Regions from separate parts of the Oryzias latipes genome. Here region 2 is linked to region 1. The links are chromatin contacts, called in public Hi-C maps. All regions are on one chromosome and are shown on one strand. Each heading gives the region's core, a stretch centred on a gene start, on an enhancer-like site or on the middle of the called end of the contact. The rest is flanking DNA. Distances are from core to core; before and after follow the strand shown.

Region 1 (3,815 bases), core at 506-3,005:
TCATCACTGACCTGTGAAGGGATTCCTCTCCATCGGAGTTTTTATGTGAATCTTTGCGTTCCTGTTTGAACCTCATCATTACTTCACTCAATGCATAGAAATGGCTCATGTGTGTCACGCCGTACGTCACGTGACGACCAATCCAGTAATATGTAGATAGATAGATGAAAAAAAAGAAGACATTTCTGTTTTTTCTTAACTGTGTACTTTTTTGTGTTTTCTAACTCCACTTCAGTTCCCTCACAGTATCTGGGCAGTAACAGCCAGTAACCCACTGCCTTTCATTCCCACAGCAGAAGGTTACCCTGCGGTCTGACGCCAGGACCACAGGCCCCCAGCCCAACACTGACGCGGTCCAACCCAAACCTCTCCAGCCAACAGCAGCATGCCTCATCAGAGGGCTACATGCCACACTGCCAAAGCCCCGCCCATCGCTGCTTTCACAGCCAGGGGCCAACCAAGGATGGAGGCGCTGTCGGCACAACTACACCCGGTAAGGTGACAAACCCGGCGGCCCACTGACACGAGTGGGCATCTCATCTCTCAGCTGTGTCACCTGTGTTTCTCATCCAGCACATGACTGCCCCTCCCCAGCAGAGGCATGCACCCCTCCCTACCAAAAATCACGAGGAAAGAAAAAGCTCTCTAAAACTTCTGCGTACAGGAGGGATCTGCAAGGAGGTGATTTTCCACGCATGAAAGAGTTTTAGAGCTTAAATGACTTTTTTTGGTTTGGTTTTGCATTTCATGAGTTTCTCTCCTGATTTCTGTCTGCTTAGACCTTCCACCCCCACCTGACCCCCCTTCAGAGGAGGACGGACCACAGGGCTGGCAGGGCTGCATGGAGGCGGGCCAAGCGTCAAACAGAGTCCTGTCCTCTTTGGAGAGGAGGGAATACAGCAGCAACAGCCAGCAGCGGAAAAGCTCTGCTCAGAGGCACGCTGACAGTAAGACTCTGCTTTTCCTTTGGACTTCATTCATTCATTTTGATGAAGGTGGAAAAAAGGTCAAAGAACCATTTTTCTTGGTGAACTGTTGGTCAACATGTTGGTAGTTGCACTTCTGATGTTCAAACACGTTTCTTCACATGTTCCTTTTCACACAATCCCGTTTGGCAGATCTTGATTCTGCAGCATTTACGTTCTTAACCTGATCTACGTGGTGGATCTCTTTTTTGGGGCAAATTCACAGGAGTTTTACTGACTGTATTTAAAGGAAACTACTTGTTTGTGCATTAAAAATGTTCATATTTTTAATTTAAAGACCAAATCCTTTCTTTATTTTCTAAAAGCTTTAATAGCTTTCCAAACTGTCTCTTTCTTGGCTTGCTAGACGAAGAAGGGATGGCGTACAACAGTAAGGGCAGTTATCTCTCCAGGAGTCAGATGTCTAGTAACTGCTCAACCACAGGAAGCTCCTCCTCCAGAGGATCCACTGGCTCTCGAGGGCTTAACTCCACCCAGAAACACAGCGAGGTAAAGCTCTCCTCTGTCCACCGCTGCCTGAACAAAGCCTGTTCACGCCATGTTTAGTGTCATGCAGCCATAATTACATCTGCTCCATAAAGCACGCAGGAAGAGAGCTCCTGCAGGCACACACACACACACACACACACAGGCACGTCTGCCATCACAGTCTATCAGAGAGTTTTACAGTACCAAACAATTAGGGTTACATGCCTGTCACTCCTGAGTGCACTTCAGAGGGTGCACTTCACAGTGGGGCTGCTGCTTTAAATGCAGCCCCTGCAGGCTGCTCTATAATGGAGCAAGCTGAGCCCGTCTACCAGAAAGGTCTGCAGGGAGTTTGTGCTCCCTCACCAGGTCTGACATGGCTGCAGGTCCACTGATCCACAGCCGACTGCAGCTTCAGCCCTGTCTGAAGAAACCAGCAGATGTCCCTCTTCCCTCGAATCCAAAAAACCCTTTTCATCTCAAAGTGGATTCATTATCCAAACCATCTCCCAGCAGCTGACATTTGGATTCTCTCTTCTAGATGAACGTGTACATGGATGTAAACGTGTCCACTTTAGTTTGGTTTTAAAAACCTCCCTCTGTCTCTGCCACTGAACAAGCTCAGTTTGTTTGTGAAAAATGAGAACCTGAGTAGCAGGGGGGCTTCCAGGTCTCCTGATGTGACCCCTCGGCTGCTCGAGAGCTGCACTTGTTACGTTCATGGCTGTTTCCTGAGGCGACGCCATAAAGCGTCTCGTGTGAGGAGACAGGATGGGAAGCGTGCCAGGCGTGGCTCTCAGCACGCATCTGACATGGGAATGTTGCAAAGAGTAACAAGCACATCTGCACTTTTTTTTGGCCCTGCACTCAAACACAGACATGGCCCCCCATGTACCTCATGCTGTCACCCGTAGCCCCCCACAGAGGGGTGAGGAAGGCTCCCACACTTCCTCCCAGCTGACCCTGACTGCTCTTACTCAGACACAAAAGCATTGCATTAATCTGCAGTGAAGTTTGGGTGGTTGTAGCGGAAGCTTACAGAGGTCACCTCTTGCTCCTGGGCGGCTCCAGCCACCTCCCTCTGACCCCTGACCCCTGACCCTGGCAGTCTGAGCCAAGCAAGGCAGCTTGCTGGCTTAGAGGATGCGTAAAAGATCTCTTCAACAAAGTAAGCCTGATGCTGTCAAAGAGAGAGGCCATTTACTGCTAAGAAGCTGTCTCCTGAAGTGCATTTTGATCTGAAAAAGCTCCACAAAAACACGTTCAGACTCTTATTCTGACAGGTTTATGTCAAACATGAATGACTATCTGTTGATAGAAGCCCAGCAAACGTTATCTAAAGGTGAGGATGAACATGACAAGCACATGCCTCTGTGTTCAGAGTTTGTTGAAGTGAGGACGTCTGCTGTCCCGTGGCTCAAACGTGTGTCTCTTTAGGACATGAGATAAGGACAGCAGAGGTTCCTGGTGGGACGTGATGCCTGCATTACCCCGCCCTGGATAAAGGGAGCTCAGCTGGAAGCTCAAGAAGCGAGATTCATTCCGGTGTCATTCCTGTGAAGAAGGGGAAAAGGACGGACTTTTTAGTCTTCTCAAAGTTATTTATGATTTGGAGCTGACAGCTCTCCATTCTTCTGTAAATACCTCTGCTGTAATGTTTCTTTGTGGATTCTGGATGCAGGCAAGGAGAAGTTTCATATTTATGATGATTAAAAAACATAAAAAAAGTCTGTTTTCAGAAAGACGTTCCCCTCCAATGTGCCATGTTTTTTGGTTGTTTTTTGTCTGAATATGAAAACATTTGAATAGCAGAACCACTGCTGGACTCTGGTTGTGATGGAAAAACAGAAGAGGATGTGAAGCACAAAGTGTGTTTGCAGGCTTGGAAAGGAGCTCAGAAAACCAAAAGGAGCCTGGAACGATGCCCGCACTCCCAGCATTTTCCTGACGGGATCCCAAATGTCGCCTTTCTCTTCTGGTTTCCCTGCTGCTCCAGCTGACAAACTGAGAGGCACATGAACGTTTGATTGTAACCCCCCTGTTCCCCCCATGTCTAGCTGAGTCTGTTTGCTCCATTTAGAAGATCCGATTTTCCTACATTCCTAAAGTCAATGAAAACAGATGTCTGTACTGATTTTTGTACTCTTGTTGTTTTGTAATTGTACAATAAAATACATTTGCTGAGTATTGACTTCAGTAGAACATTTTCAAATCCAAATCACAGCTTTTACTTTTATTTCACATTTGTAACCCTTGTTCTATCCTAGGCACTTTAACGTTGGGAGGTGGGTCATCTAGACCCACTAGACAGTGCTCTGAACCTTTTTTCTTCAATGATTTGTGATCTTCACTGGTGTCCAT
Region 2 (3,927 bases), core at 657-3,156, 150 kb before region 1:
TTTAAATGTGTCCAAAAAAGATTGAATTTTGTTAAAGTTTCTTGGTAGACTTCTACATTTGAAATGAATCACAGAAAATGTTCCTCAGTTTTAACGTCACTGAGTTGTTCCTTGCAACAATGTCTGAAGGTATCCTTGAACTTATTAAAGACACGTGTCTCTGGATCCACATCACTATCAAGATCATAAGGTCCATGTTCTCTATAATTTATATAATTTGAGAAATATCTACTTATTATCTATTTTACCTGTTGTAGTTTTTAAATCATGTGGACCCACAACTGCAGGGCTGCTTCTGAAACTCATTTTGTTTCCTAAATTCTCAAATTCTGCAGACAATCTTTGTCAGAGATCAATAAACTACAGAGGATTTAGATGAATACAAAGGAGCTACAAATGGGTTTATTTAGCATACACAAGTCCATAATCAGATTCAGGAATTATTCTATTTCTAGTCATTGGTTATGTCTTTGAAAATATATCCACACATATATATATATATATATGTATATATATATATATATATATATATATATATATATATATATATATATATATATATATATATATATATATATATATATATATATATAAATATAGACCAAAAACTCTTTCCTTATTGATCAAAAATAGCATCAAAACATTGAAAATGGGAAAGGCAGACTGAATATTACAGCAGAACAGCCTGCTGGCATTCATTTGAACAACATTCAACAGAATGACAGTCAATTCTTTGTGGATTTTTCTTTTGTAGAATTGAAACCATTAAAGCTTCTTTTCCTTTTATGTCTCATTTCTGATCTGTCTACTTGACAGACTGCCTGAAAAGAAAAAGGCGAGCAATAGTTGTTCCTTGGTTGTCACAAGTTTCTTTTCAGCGGTGGACTGAATGGAGACGGAGCAGAAGCGCCGCAGCCTTGAGGCTTTTATTCTTGCTTGTTTGGCGAGCTGTGACAGGTTCACAGCATCCGCACATGTTGGCCAAAGACAAAATGGAGAAAGGTCATTTCTTTGACTACAGCTCATCAGCTGAACTCTGTAGTTTGACAAATGGGTTATAAACAGAACACATACTAACACAGTGAAGACAAGTCCAATGAAAATCTGGTTAAACGTTGCCTGCCTGGGTACGTTTAAAAACATGTTGTGAGCATGAATTGTGTCCCTTTAGGGCCAGGATTTCACAGCCGTGTTAAGCTTTTTGTTATTAGACAATTGAGTTTGACAAACATCCTTGGATCCAGACTTGTTCAGAAACGTCTGGACTCGTGCTGTGCATTACACATGAAATGCAGCTATTATTCTAGGATCCATAAATGTCTCTGTGCGTGTGAATATACTTGAAACATTAAACAGAAAATTAAATTCCAAACGAACTGTTCATAAATGTCCCAATTTTTCAAAACAGATGTAAGCACTTGTTGGACTCATCAGGTACCAAATGATTTGTTATTCATGAAAAGCCACTTGAATGAAGCAACCCTCAGCTGCTTCAACACTGGCTTAAATTGCCCATTTATTCTGATGGAAGCCCGTCTCTTTGTTCACAGCGGCCATTTTGGCTGGCGGAGGGGATGGTGGGGAGAATATGTGGGAGGATGGACACACAGGAACACACAGTCATTTTGTCTGGCTGGCAGGGAGGGTTCCATTACCGCGTCAGGAGGAGTTAGGATTAGTCTAAATTACTGATGGTGTGTTTGGAGTCTTCTGGCAGCAGTGTTAGTTTGGAGAGATGCTGGAGGTTCACATGAGTCACTGAAGCAGCTGGACATGGCTAATGAGAGTAGTAGGGGTTGTTTTTTCTGTCAGTGAATTCTGGGGTGAAACTTAGAGCTAATCATCTAGAATTAAGCAGAGCTTCTGGCTCTCCCTCAGAGCCCCCCCCCCCCCCCCCCCTTCCCTGCTTCTGTTATTAACATGGTAATGATTGGAGAGGGACTCCACAGGCGAGTGACCATCGCTCTTTAGTCCTGATCAGGAGAAAAACTCCTGAACTCGGCCTGCTGGGAACATCTGGACTCTACTGCGAGATGAAGTCCCCCTCAAACCCGTTTGATGCTGCACCACCTAAAATGTTCAACAATCATTGTAAATGCAAAGGTTGAAAACATGAATTTTCTCTCTGCTGATAAAAGCAGCCTTTAATGTCACTGAACAGGTGATATTACCTGATCTCACCAAATAGTTAGGAGACAAAAAATGTATTTGATCCTTTTAAGTCAACGTGAAACCTGGGGATGAGTGCAGCTAGTGTGGCCATTTTTTCTTTTGTCTTTTAAATAAAAAACCCACCATGAATGTGAATCTGTGAGTTGGCCCAAAACATTATACATCCCCATGAAGCCAGGGACTTCATGTCTAACTGCCATGTGGCCAAAAATGAGAATTTTTTGCTGTAAATTTGAAATGTAAAGTTTGAAACAGTATAGCAGTCAGCAGGGGCCATTTGCTTGTGTGGGAGAATAAGAGTAGGACCAAATGCAAATGAGCCAACCAGCTGAACCTCTGTCTACTCCAGCAGAGTCGATCTGGACTGGAAGGTCTGGATTCTGGACCAGATTGTGAAAGCCACTCTGAAGCTAGACCTAGAGCTTCTGTCAGGATCCAGGAGTGACGTCCTGTTCCTGGAGCACACTGTTTCCTTGAAGGACCTCGTTCATGAGACCAATGAATGCAGGCAGTTGAAAGAAAAGGAGCTGGTGGAGCAGAGTACCCAGGCAGGATGGAGGGTACCTCACTGCCCCTTAAGGTTTTGATGGGCAGTGCTCATACAGCCTCACTTAGAAGGTACTGCTTAGAGAAAATCCCTTAAGACTGCCAGGGAAGCAGCTAAAAAAAAATTCAGATGACTTTGGATTGAGCAGAATGATGTGAGGCTCAATGCTGCAAATGATGTGAGAGCCAAAACATCAGAAGACTGTTTCTGTAGAGCAAAGGAAGACTTCCCCTTTTTCTTATCATGCCAAGGCTCCAAATCCTTTGTAAAAATGTAATATTCCAGTTGTTTCCTTGTACATCATCGCTGACCTGGTGGCAAAACATCCAATAGACAGTGAGGAAAAAAGCAGTAGAGCTCTTCTGGTTTTACAGCCTCAAAGGCTGGTCTGTCAGTGTCTAAATAAAGGAATTGTGCTTCCAGGGGATCGTCACCACAGTTGTCATGAAGCTTTATAATTGGCAGGCATTGGTGCAGGCCCTTTTTGCTTCATTAACATTCTCAGCTCACACTCGTCTGATATTCTCCCAGCACGGTTGTGGCCATCTGTGTGCGGCCTCTGTGAAGTCCAGACCCCCACTTCTACAGCTGTGGCTGCACAGCACATGAAATCCAATTAGAGCAATGAAATCCAATTACACTGCTTACATCTGGATATGCTAATTTCTAACTGCTTTGCTGCTGAATGTAATTCTCTCCAAGGTTTTCTTACATGTTTGTGACTGTACATTTTAGCAATGGCCCCCTAGGGAAGTCTTGGAAGTAATCTAGCAGAGCTGTGAGCGTTCCTTGTTTAAATTCAATTAAAAACAATTAAAACTTGTTTATGGTAACTGAGTGACACAAACAGCAGCGTTGTGTGTTTTCCATCTTGCCGATGACTCAATTTTGATTCAAATATGAAAATAAATAGACTTCATAAAGGGATTATCCTCAGTGAATGTGAATGTGGGATCACATTGACCTGATAAAGAAATTGCACCCATCTTTTGCACAGACTCACATAGGACACATTTAACTACATTTTCTGTCCAAATACAGCAATGTACCAAAATAGACTAATAGCTTGGCCGGGTCTCTACACCTCGAGGGCAGCTTTAGTTTCTCAGTCACAACCCATTCCTCACTGGCAGCGGCAGACAGAGGCGAGGTGAAGAACAGGCCCTGGAAGAGTGAAATATTAATGCTTTCCCTGTTGGTCACAAGAC

The links. Hi-C and Micro-C count contacts between places; a contact is called where the count stands out from the background.
Region 2: a contact with region 1 is called in a Hi-C map of gastrula embryo, with 2.6 times the contacts expected there. The contact joins two enhancer-like sites. A contact is called at or near these places in 5 of 5 Hi-C or Micro-C datasets (embryo, fibroblasts and gastrula embryo).

Annotation. Positions count from the first base shown.
Region 1 is chr14:1,176,436-1,180,250 of ASM223467v1, reverse strand. All of the region lies in intron 18 of robo4 (roundabout homolog 4), which reads right to left. It overlaps robo3 (roundabout homolog 3), which reads left to right. Exons shown (of 28, transcript XM_023962264.1): 24 at 294-493; 25 at 595-681; 26 at 780-947; 27 at 1,333-1,475; 28 at 2,892-3,641. The coding sequence ends at 2,903. Among protein-coding and RNA genes, the nearest start is that of LOC110013436, 4.3 kb to the left of the region's middle. Within about 2 kb of position 1,755, at least 5 of the 8 cell types and tissues checked have an H3K27ac peak or open chromatin away from gene starts, as enhancers often do. A contact at or near this core is called in gastrula embryo, where this site is marked.
Region 2 is chr14:1,330,985-1,334,911 of ASM223467v1, reverse strand. No RefSeq gene overlaps it. Among protein-coding and RNA genes, the nearest start is that of robo3, 50 kb to the right of the region's middle. Within about 2 kb of position 1,906, at least 1 of the 8 cell types and tissues checked has an H3K27ac peak or open chromatin away from gene starts, as enhancers often do. A contact at or near this core is called in gastrula embryo, where this site is marked.